Regions from separate parts of the Mus musculus genome. Here all the other regions are linked to region 3. Evidence: chromatin contacts called from public Hi-C data. All regions are on one chromosome and are shown on one strand. Each heading gives the region's core, a stretch centred on a gene start, on an enhancer-like site or on the middle of the called end of the contact. The rest is flanking DNA. Distances are from core to core; before and after follow the strand shown. Region 1 holds the start of Rabif (RAB interacting factor). Region 2 holds the start of Ptpn7 (protein tyrosine phosphatase, non-receptor type 7). Region 3 holds the start of Ren1 (renin 1 structural).

The links. Hi-C and Micro-C count contacts between places; a contact is called where the count stands out from the background.
Region 1: a Hi-C map of B cells shows a contact between it and region 3, with 8 read pairs. The contact joins the promoter of Rabif here to the promoter of Ren1 in region 3. A contact is called at or near these places in 2 of 39 promoter capture datasets (cranial neural crest and maxillary cranial neural crest) and 1 of 484 Hi-C or Micro-C datasets (B cells).
Region 2: a Hi-C map of B cells shows a contact between it and region 3, with 5 read pairs. The contact joins the promoter of Ptpn7 here to the promoter of Ren1 in region 3.

Annotation. Positions count from the first base shown.
Region 1 is chr1:134,493,294-134,495,993 of GRCm38.p6, reverse strand. Rabif (RAB interacting factor) reads right to left here and starts at 1,355. Exons shown (of 2, transcript NM_145510.2): 1 at 1,185-1,355. The coding sequence starts at 1,310.
Region 2 is chr1:135,131,276-135,133,975 of GRCm38.p6, reverse strand. It overlaps Ptpn7 (protein tyrosine phosphatase, non-receptor type 7), which reads right to left and starts at 1,276. Exons shown (of 10, transcript NM_177081.4): 1 at 1,186-1,276; 2 at 53-226. The coding sequence starts at 174. It also overlaps the pseudogene Ptprv.
Region 3 is chr1:133,349,360-133,352,059 of GRCm38.p6, reverse strand. Ren1 (renin 1 structural) reads right to left here and starts at 1,386. Exons shown (of 9, transcript NM_031192.3): 1 at 1,263-1,386. The coding sequence starts at 1,354. RefSeq lists cis regulatory regions at 1,431-1,459, 1,454-1,583, 1,522-1,608, 1,973-1,995, promoters at 1,364-1,610, 1,379-2,700 and a silencer at 1,745-2,083.

The DNA.
Region 1 (2,700 bases), core at 106-2,605, 1.1 Mb before region 3:
CTCTTGCAGCAGACACTGCTGTATGTGACTCTCCACCACTTGAAAGAACAGTGGCTTCTTACAAACCATTTATAATGAGGGTCTGAAAGCAATTTAGTTTGTACTATCCAATAGGATCGCATGTTACACTTAAAAAAAAGGGCTCAGAAACTTTTTTTTTCTTTCAGTTTTCTCATTGGGGTGATGGTGGTTTAAGACACTTATTTTAAAACCCTACCATACGCGGCTCATACCTTTAATCCCTAGCAGTGGGGAGTCCAGGTGGACCTCTTAAGTTAGAGGCCAGCTGGGTCTACAGAGCAAGTTCCAAGCCAGCCAAGGCTACATAGGGAGACCCTGTCAAACAAACAAACAACTTAAACACACATACACACACACACACACACACACACACACACACACACACACACACACACACGGGGGTGGGGGACCCTTAGGATTCAGATTCCAGATTACCTCTTATCATCAGGAGTGTGCTTTCTCTTTCACTTTAATTAAAATTTAACTTTATAAACCTTTCACACACACACACACACACACACACACACAAAATCCTACATGAAAAAGTCCTAACTGCAAGAAAAGAATGGTTAACCTTCGAAATCTATTCGAAATGCCTCGTCCTGGGAATTGTATCTCGGGGGACTTAGAAAAGTTGGGTACTAGCAGTCACTCGGTGTGAATTCTCTCCACCAAACTTGATCCTGGAGCTCCTCTGGGGAGAAGCAAATGAGACAAGTAGGGACTGAAAGATGGATAAAAGCTATGGTGGGAAGGAAATCCAGTGATTCTTAGGTGCCCTGGGGCGACACCGAGTGGTGGCTGGAGATACACCTGCGGGGTACAGCAGGTTAGCCAGAGCTCCAGGAAACAGGGGGCTAGGGTTCGTCCCTTAGCTCGCGCAGGATACCCAAAGCCTGGGGGCGGGTGGGCCGCCTAGGACAGGCACACCCTCTGAGGGAGTACTCTGCGAGAGAGAACAGTTTAGGGGACCAGGCAACTGTGCCTCGACACGAGGGTCCCAGTCCCCAACCAAGCCAGTGGGCGGGGCCTCACGACGCGGGGAGGGGCAAAGACGCGCAAGGAAGGGCGCGGTCTCCGGAAACCTGGGAACCAGGAGCAACCCGGAGCCGCTGGGTCGCTCAGGACAGCGCGACTCTAAGCAGCATCAAGCACTTTCCTACCTGCCGGCGAGAGAAAAGAGCAGTCCCTGGCTGCAGCACCCGAGAGCCACAACGCTGGCACAGCACCGCCTTCCGGTTCCGGCCCTCGGCTGACACGAGCTCGTTCTGCAGCTCGCAGGGTTCCATCGCCGTGCCGCCACACCATCAGCCACAACGGCGCACGCGCGATCTGAGCTGGCTCACCCGGAACTACGCTGGCGCAGGTCCCTGGGGGCGCCCCGCCCGTGCCTCTCGCTGTACCTCTGCGCAGGCGTCTGAACTCTATTGCGCAGGCGCCTTTCTCTATTGCCGGACGGAAGTGTCAGGAGTTACTTGTGACAATCCTTTTTCACTATACCTGGTCTCCCAGGCGCCCTTAATATTGGCCTAAGCAAATCACTATGGCTAGCCTTACCACTAACTCTTGGGATATTTCCCTTGCCTCATGAGTAGATGGCGATAATTCGGGTCAGGTCACACCTCAGCAAGATTTAGATACAAAACAATTGCTTTCTATGTAAGAAGTATGTATAATGCTTAGTACATTTAGTGTTGCGAAAAGTGTGATAATATTAAGCCTAGACTAATAGTGGCCATTTATTAGGTAGCAAAGCGTTGCTTATAGTAATTTTGAAAACGTCATTTCCTTAGAGGGTATGCCCTCGGGCATAATACAGGAAGAAGGCTAAGGTTTGCAATGTGTATAGGACATCAGAACGAGGGAATTAAGCCACCTTACTGTTCTAGAATGCAGTCTTGCTCCCCTGTTAGTCCCACATTACATGATGATGGACATTGTGTATGTGAGAATAGTAACCTGAGAAGGTCATAGACTCAAATATAATAGAACAATTTCAGAAATGGATTAGGAAACAGCTGTCTAGGATGTTGGGTCTTTTATCTCTGTATTTGTTTTTCAAGGCAGGGTTGCTCTGTGTAGCCCTGGTTGTTCTCAGACAGATCTGGCCACCTTAGCTGGGATTAAAGGCATGCACAACCACTGCACACCCACTTATTTATTTAAAGATATTTTTTATAAGTGTTTGGCTTACATGTAAGTGCATTGTGTTTGCGCCTGTGGAGACCAGAAGAGGGCACAAGATGTCTGGAACTGGAGTTACTGACTGTTGTAACCTTCCACATGGGTGCCAGGAACCCAGCCCAGATCCTCTGAAAGAACAGTCATCAGCTGGCACTCAACCATGACTCATCTCTCCAGGCCCCGTAGGTATCATTTTAATTAACCATTTGGTTGTCAGGAATGAAAGATTTTAGACACAGGGTACACTAGAAAAGGATCAAATTTAAAGCTGGGCAATGGTGGCACAGCCTTTAATCCCAGCACTTGGGAGGCAGAGGCAGGCAAATTTCTGAGTTCGAGGCCAGCCTGGTCTACAGAGTTAGTTCCAGGACAGCCAGGGCTACACAGAGAAACCCTGTCTTGAAAAAAACAAAAACAAAAACCAAACAAACAAAAAAAGGGATCAAACTTAAGAATGGTTTGTAAACCAGCGACTAAAGCATATTTCTGCGTAGA
Region 2 (2,700 bases), core at 27-2,526, 1.8 Mb before region 3:
GGAAGGGACGGTGATCCAGGCCTAGGAAGATCCTCCCTGTGAAAGATCTCACCTCTCCTGCAGCCGCACATGCTTCTTGGCTGGAGCTTTGGTGGGTGGAGGCTGAGTCATGTCTGCCCCCAAAGACAAGGTCGGCAGCTGTGCTCTGGAGCGCCCCTCACAGGCCTGGACCATGCTGGGGTAGGTTGCTGGGCCCAAGGGAGGCTCATTCAGCCATGAGGCATGCCTGAAAGACAAGGTCCCGCGAAGGCCTCATTAGCTAGAAGAAGGCTTCTAGTCCAGGCCAGCCAGCTATTCCCTCAAGCAAGCGGCCCAACAGCTCTCTGTTGGGATGCAGGATAGAGGACAGTTAGGGGTTAGAGTAGAAGGAAGGTACTAGAGAGAATACAGGTATGGGGAAGATAGGAAGGAATCCAGAAGGAGGAAGAGAGAGGATACCCAAGTCCACAGGGCTCTAAGCTGGGGTCTGCATGAGGCCAACAGCCTGCTAACCACACAGAAGGAAAGGGAGAAAGCATACAGCTCTCTGAGTCTAGCCAGCTAGCAGGCTTCTCTATAATGAGAAATGGAGGCCTTGAGAAGCACTGGATCCAGTCAGGGATCCAGGCACGCTCCAACTTCTAGAAGGGTCTTCTCATTGTCGGCAGTTCCACTCCAAGATCAGTTGTGGCTCCTGGGGTCTCTGTCTAGGGCGGTAGCCCAGGGGTGTTTCCTCCCTCCTCCTTCCCATCCCCCAGTCTCCCGCCTCTGCAACCGTCACAGGAAATGGCCTCATCAAACCCTAGAGCGCCAGCGCATGGTGAGGCTACAGCTGGGGGTACAAGAGAGAGGGGGCATAGAGGTGATGAGGGCATCACCTTTTGGGGGCAGCCCCTGTCTCTCAGAGCTAAGGCATGGGTGACGTGGTGGTGGGGTTAGAGTCGCTAACCCATGGGGACAGAGCTTTGGGAGCAGTGTGGGCCCATGCAGGTGTGGCTGGGACAGTACTTGCCCACAACAGGAAGGGGCCTTTAGCCTCTCCTCTCCTGGCACTCTGTGTGGCTTCTTAGCCCTCCAGTCACAGGGACACCAGATATGTCACTTCTCATGCCCTGGCCAGGCATGGGAGCCCCAAACTCAATGCTTCTTCAACCCATCCTTGGAGCCCCCCATCCCACCCCAGGGCCATAGGATGTCTGTACTCACTTCAAGTACTTACTGAAGAAGCTATGTCCCCCAGGCTGCCTCTTGCCAGCTGTCTGTCAGTCCGTCTATCTTTGAGGACTGAGAGGTTTCAGGAAGCCAGCTTCCTCCCTCCGCCCCTCCTGGCTTCCACCCACGCACACCCAACTGCGGGCTGCCCTTCTGTGCCTGCCACAAGCTGCCACCAGGGGTCGGGTGCATCCTTCCTGTGCCCTCTAAGAGCAAGCGGCTGCTGTCCCGCCACCCTCACTGGATGCCAAGGCTCTGGGAAGCGGCGAGAGATGAGGCCTTCCCTGACCACCTCGGGCCTCCTCCTCTGGGTCCTCATCAAGTGCTGTCCCCCACCCCCACCTCTTCCTTGATAGCCATGGGGAACCTTCTGCTGCTCTTCTGGTTGTGACCTTGGCTAGAGACTTATTTCCACTTCTCAGCTTCTGCCCCTGTAAGCTTTGTTGCTTCAAAGCCTGGGAATTCAGGGCCAAACCCAGACCCCCAAACAGAGCAGATGTGTCACAGAGGTGCCATAGGGGGTGGCAGGGAAGAGGAGGCAGGAGTCCTTGCTCTGTACAGGAAGGAGAGGCCAGGGCTAGGCAGGAAAGCTTCTTTCCAACTCCCTGGCCCCTCAGCCTGCAGACATAGGCTTGTCACCAGAGAACAAGTATCAGAGCTTAACTGGAGAGGACTCTGGGGTGGCTTCCATAGCAGCCCCTCAGACTACCCCTCTGGGAGTGTCTTAGAACCCTGTATCTCCTCTGAAGACTTACAGATAGGTGAAGGCTGTGACCCTCACATCAGAGACTTCCCAGGTCCTCTTCACCAGGGGGCCACTTGGATGCTTGGGGTGTGGAAAGGGAGCAGTCCCCAAGTCTAGAACTCCACACACCCCCTACCCCCGCCTGGCTTTGCTAGGCCATTCGCTGGCCCTCAGCCCAACTGGTTCGTGGTTCATGCTTGCTTGCAAGACTCCTTCACTCTGTAATGTTCCCCAAAGCGTTCCTGGGCCCCACTGCTTGAATTCCACATCCTCTCTCTCTTCCTCCCACTTCTCCGATTCAACTGTCAAACGGGTGACACCGAAAAAGAGCTGCTGTGCAGTAAGCACAGGGATGGCACCTGAGGGGGGGGGAGGGGCTGCCCTTCTCTGGCCCACGGGGAGGAGGGGAGGACCAGGAAGAGCCTTTGAAGTCCTAGGGCTTGGGGCACCTGTCTTTGTTCTTGGCTGTAAGTCAGAGGGTGGTTCTCCCAGCCTCTCCATGGCTGGTTGGTTGGTTCTGGCTCCCTTTTCTCTGTGCCTGCTCTCCTGAGAGGACTAGGTGGGATTTCCTGAGGGGGAAGCTCAGTGGAGTTGGGAAGTGGTTGGCCCTGATGCCAGGATGAGATGACAGCAGCAGGAGCCTGGGAATCCCTGCACACCCGAGCACAGGGACAGGGAGACTGGGCTCTGCCTGGACCTCCCCACAGGAGCGTCTGCCCTGGCAGATAGTGGAGGGAGTGGGAGCAGAGTGGAAAGAGAGCCAC
Region 3 (2,700 bases), core at 137-2,636:
CTGTTTCATCCTCCCTCGTGGGGCTGCCAGGAGCCTTCCCTTTCCTACACTCTGTGGTAATCCATGCTGTAACCATGGCTTCTTACACCGTTCCCCGCCTGGCATCGGAAGTGCTATGCGTATCCTCTCATCAAATCTTCAAAGCAGCCGGTGAAGCAGGCTCTGCTTTCATCCTGTTTTTGAATGGCGGACTGAGGATTGGTGAGATTAGCTTGCTGCTTACCCTCATCTGTTGCTAGTGAAGCTTTTCAACCCAAAATTTTCTTGCTTCTTTATTTTAATGTTTATTTTTCTCCGTAGCATTCATGATTTCCTTTAAGGGCCAAAAGCCATCTAATGTGCTTCCCCGGGTCAAATTAACCATGCTGATTACCGTCATCCAATCCTTAACTGACAACCAGCTTCCTTTTGCAGACAATCTGTTACTGCCTATCCCAGATACACAATTAACATGATATTTTCCTCCTTAGCCACCCAAAGCAGACTTAAAGGATGCCTTCCAGGACTACATTCCTCAAACACCCTTGCTTTTCTAGGATCCTAACAACGGGCCAGGATGTGCTCCCAAGCAAACCATTGCAGGCTTAACGTTCCCCATCCACCCTATGCAGACATCCTGCTGCTAGGGTTCTGCTCCTCTGCTGTGATTACCCCACAGGTTTATCCCCACAAAAGAAAAGGACAGTGCCTGCAGCCACAGATCCAGTAGAGACAGCGCTGTCTCCTGAGACCTGCAGACCACAAAGCTGCCTTCCTCCAGACACCTCATCTGACGGAAGACTCCCGAGACACACGCTGAGATCCAGAGACACGAGCTGAACCCCACAGAGGACAGACTTGAGGTCTTCCAGCTACAGATGAACTCTCTCGCCAAAGCCAAAGGGCTGCTGAACTTGGGGGAAGTTACATGATCGCAAGGAAAACTTAATGTCTATCTAGATTAATTAACTGATAGTCATGTTACTCCTTTGGCCTACATGTTTCTTCTGATACTTCCACTCCACCCAAAATTTTTACCACAAATGACACAATCACTCCAGTGACCCCTCCCTTTTAAAAAAGTAGTAGAAGGGGGAGTTGTGGTACCCCTTAATTATGGCCGTCCACTAGGGCTTTCGGCTAGTCCCTAGGATTGTCAGAGCAGGATCATACATCCCTGACTGGCTGGCCAAAAGGACTGGATGATCCAACGTATAGACAGCTGAGGGCGTTAGTAAGATGCCAGTTCCTGTACCCTGCCACCCCTTCTCTGCCCAAGTTACCGTTCAAAGGTAGCGGTGCGTGTTGGGAGACTGAAGGTGCAAGGACTCCAGAGCAACAAGAGTGCCCAGAGAGGCATCCTCCTTCTGTCCATCTGGTTCAGCCAAGGCTTTCTAAGAGCTGTGTAGCCCAGACCCCCTGAGCCTTCTTTTATACACACCATGTATCACAGGCTCTGCTTTGATTTATTACCCCAGGGCCTGTGGGACCATGAAAGGCAGCCTGTTTTCTGGCCAAGGACCCAGCTCCATAATTCTGTGGCCATCAGTCATGTAGGCTGTCCAGACTCCACCCCCAGAGTTACCTGGCTGCTTGCCTCCTCCTCTCTCTCTTGTCTCTCTCCTAAAGCTCTTGTTTTCTTACTCTTACCTTTCGCTCTCCTTCTCCCCCTTCCTTCTTCATGGCAATGACTGGCTTCTACTTCTCTACCTTCTCTCTCTCTCTTCTACAATAAAGCTCTAAAACCATAGACTACCTCCTTTCATCTAGACTCACCATGCTGGAGTCATGGAATAGGCCTTCCCCTGAAGAGCTTTATCTAATCTCCCCCAAGAAGGCCTCCCAGCATTTCCAGCTGCCAGACCACCCAGTGCCTTCCCCTGCTGTCTGCCCGCCCAGTCTCTCTGAGCTCTGGTGAGTCTCGCCCACCTCCTTTATTTCCCCACGCCAGGTGCCCAACAAGGCCCATGGCAGGGCAGCTCTGATAAATCTTAGCCTGTGAGACCAAGCTAGGTAGGTATAGGATAAGCAGGACCTGGTCACAGAGCAGAGTGGTGGCAGGCATGGGGGTGTGGGAAGGGTGGCTGAGCCCAATGACTCTAGAGTCCCTGTTTGGCCTGGCCCCGCAACCTCTAGCTTAGACAGAGTCTAATGAGGAACTGTGCTGTTCAAGCATGAGGTCAGGGTACAGACAGCATAGACCCTGGCTTCAAACCTCTAACTCAGACCCTACCACTCATGCCCCTGAGCCTGCATCTTCTATATTAACCTTCAAATCACCCCTGGCTGGCTCCTCCTAGGCTCTGCCCTAGTCTTCCATCTTGATCATGGGTGATTCCTTTTGGCTGCTGCCTAGTTGGAAAAGTAACCTGTCATCTAACCTCTGGCATCAGGGAGAGGGGTGGGGTGTCCCCTCCTGGGGTTAGTGATAGTGGACAGAAGGGTAGCTCTAAAAGAAAGGAGGTCTCAAGCGCAGCTGGCTTCCAGCTGACCCCCTCCTACTGGCCCTTCACTCCCTTAGACCTATCCTTTTGCCCCCTTCCTTCTTCCCTGTACCCTCTCAGAAGCCTGGCAGAGCTGTCGAAGTGACCTGACCCTGGCTGGCAGTATTTACTCTCCCTAAGGTACCCACTCTACCCTTCTTCCTGATTATTTCTCAGGGACCACTTCAAATGGCCCATCAATTCTACAAGGGAGACCCTGACATCATGGACGGTCTTC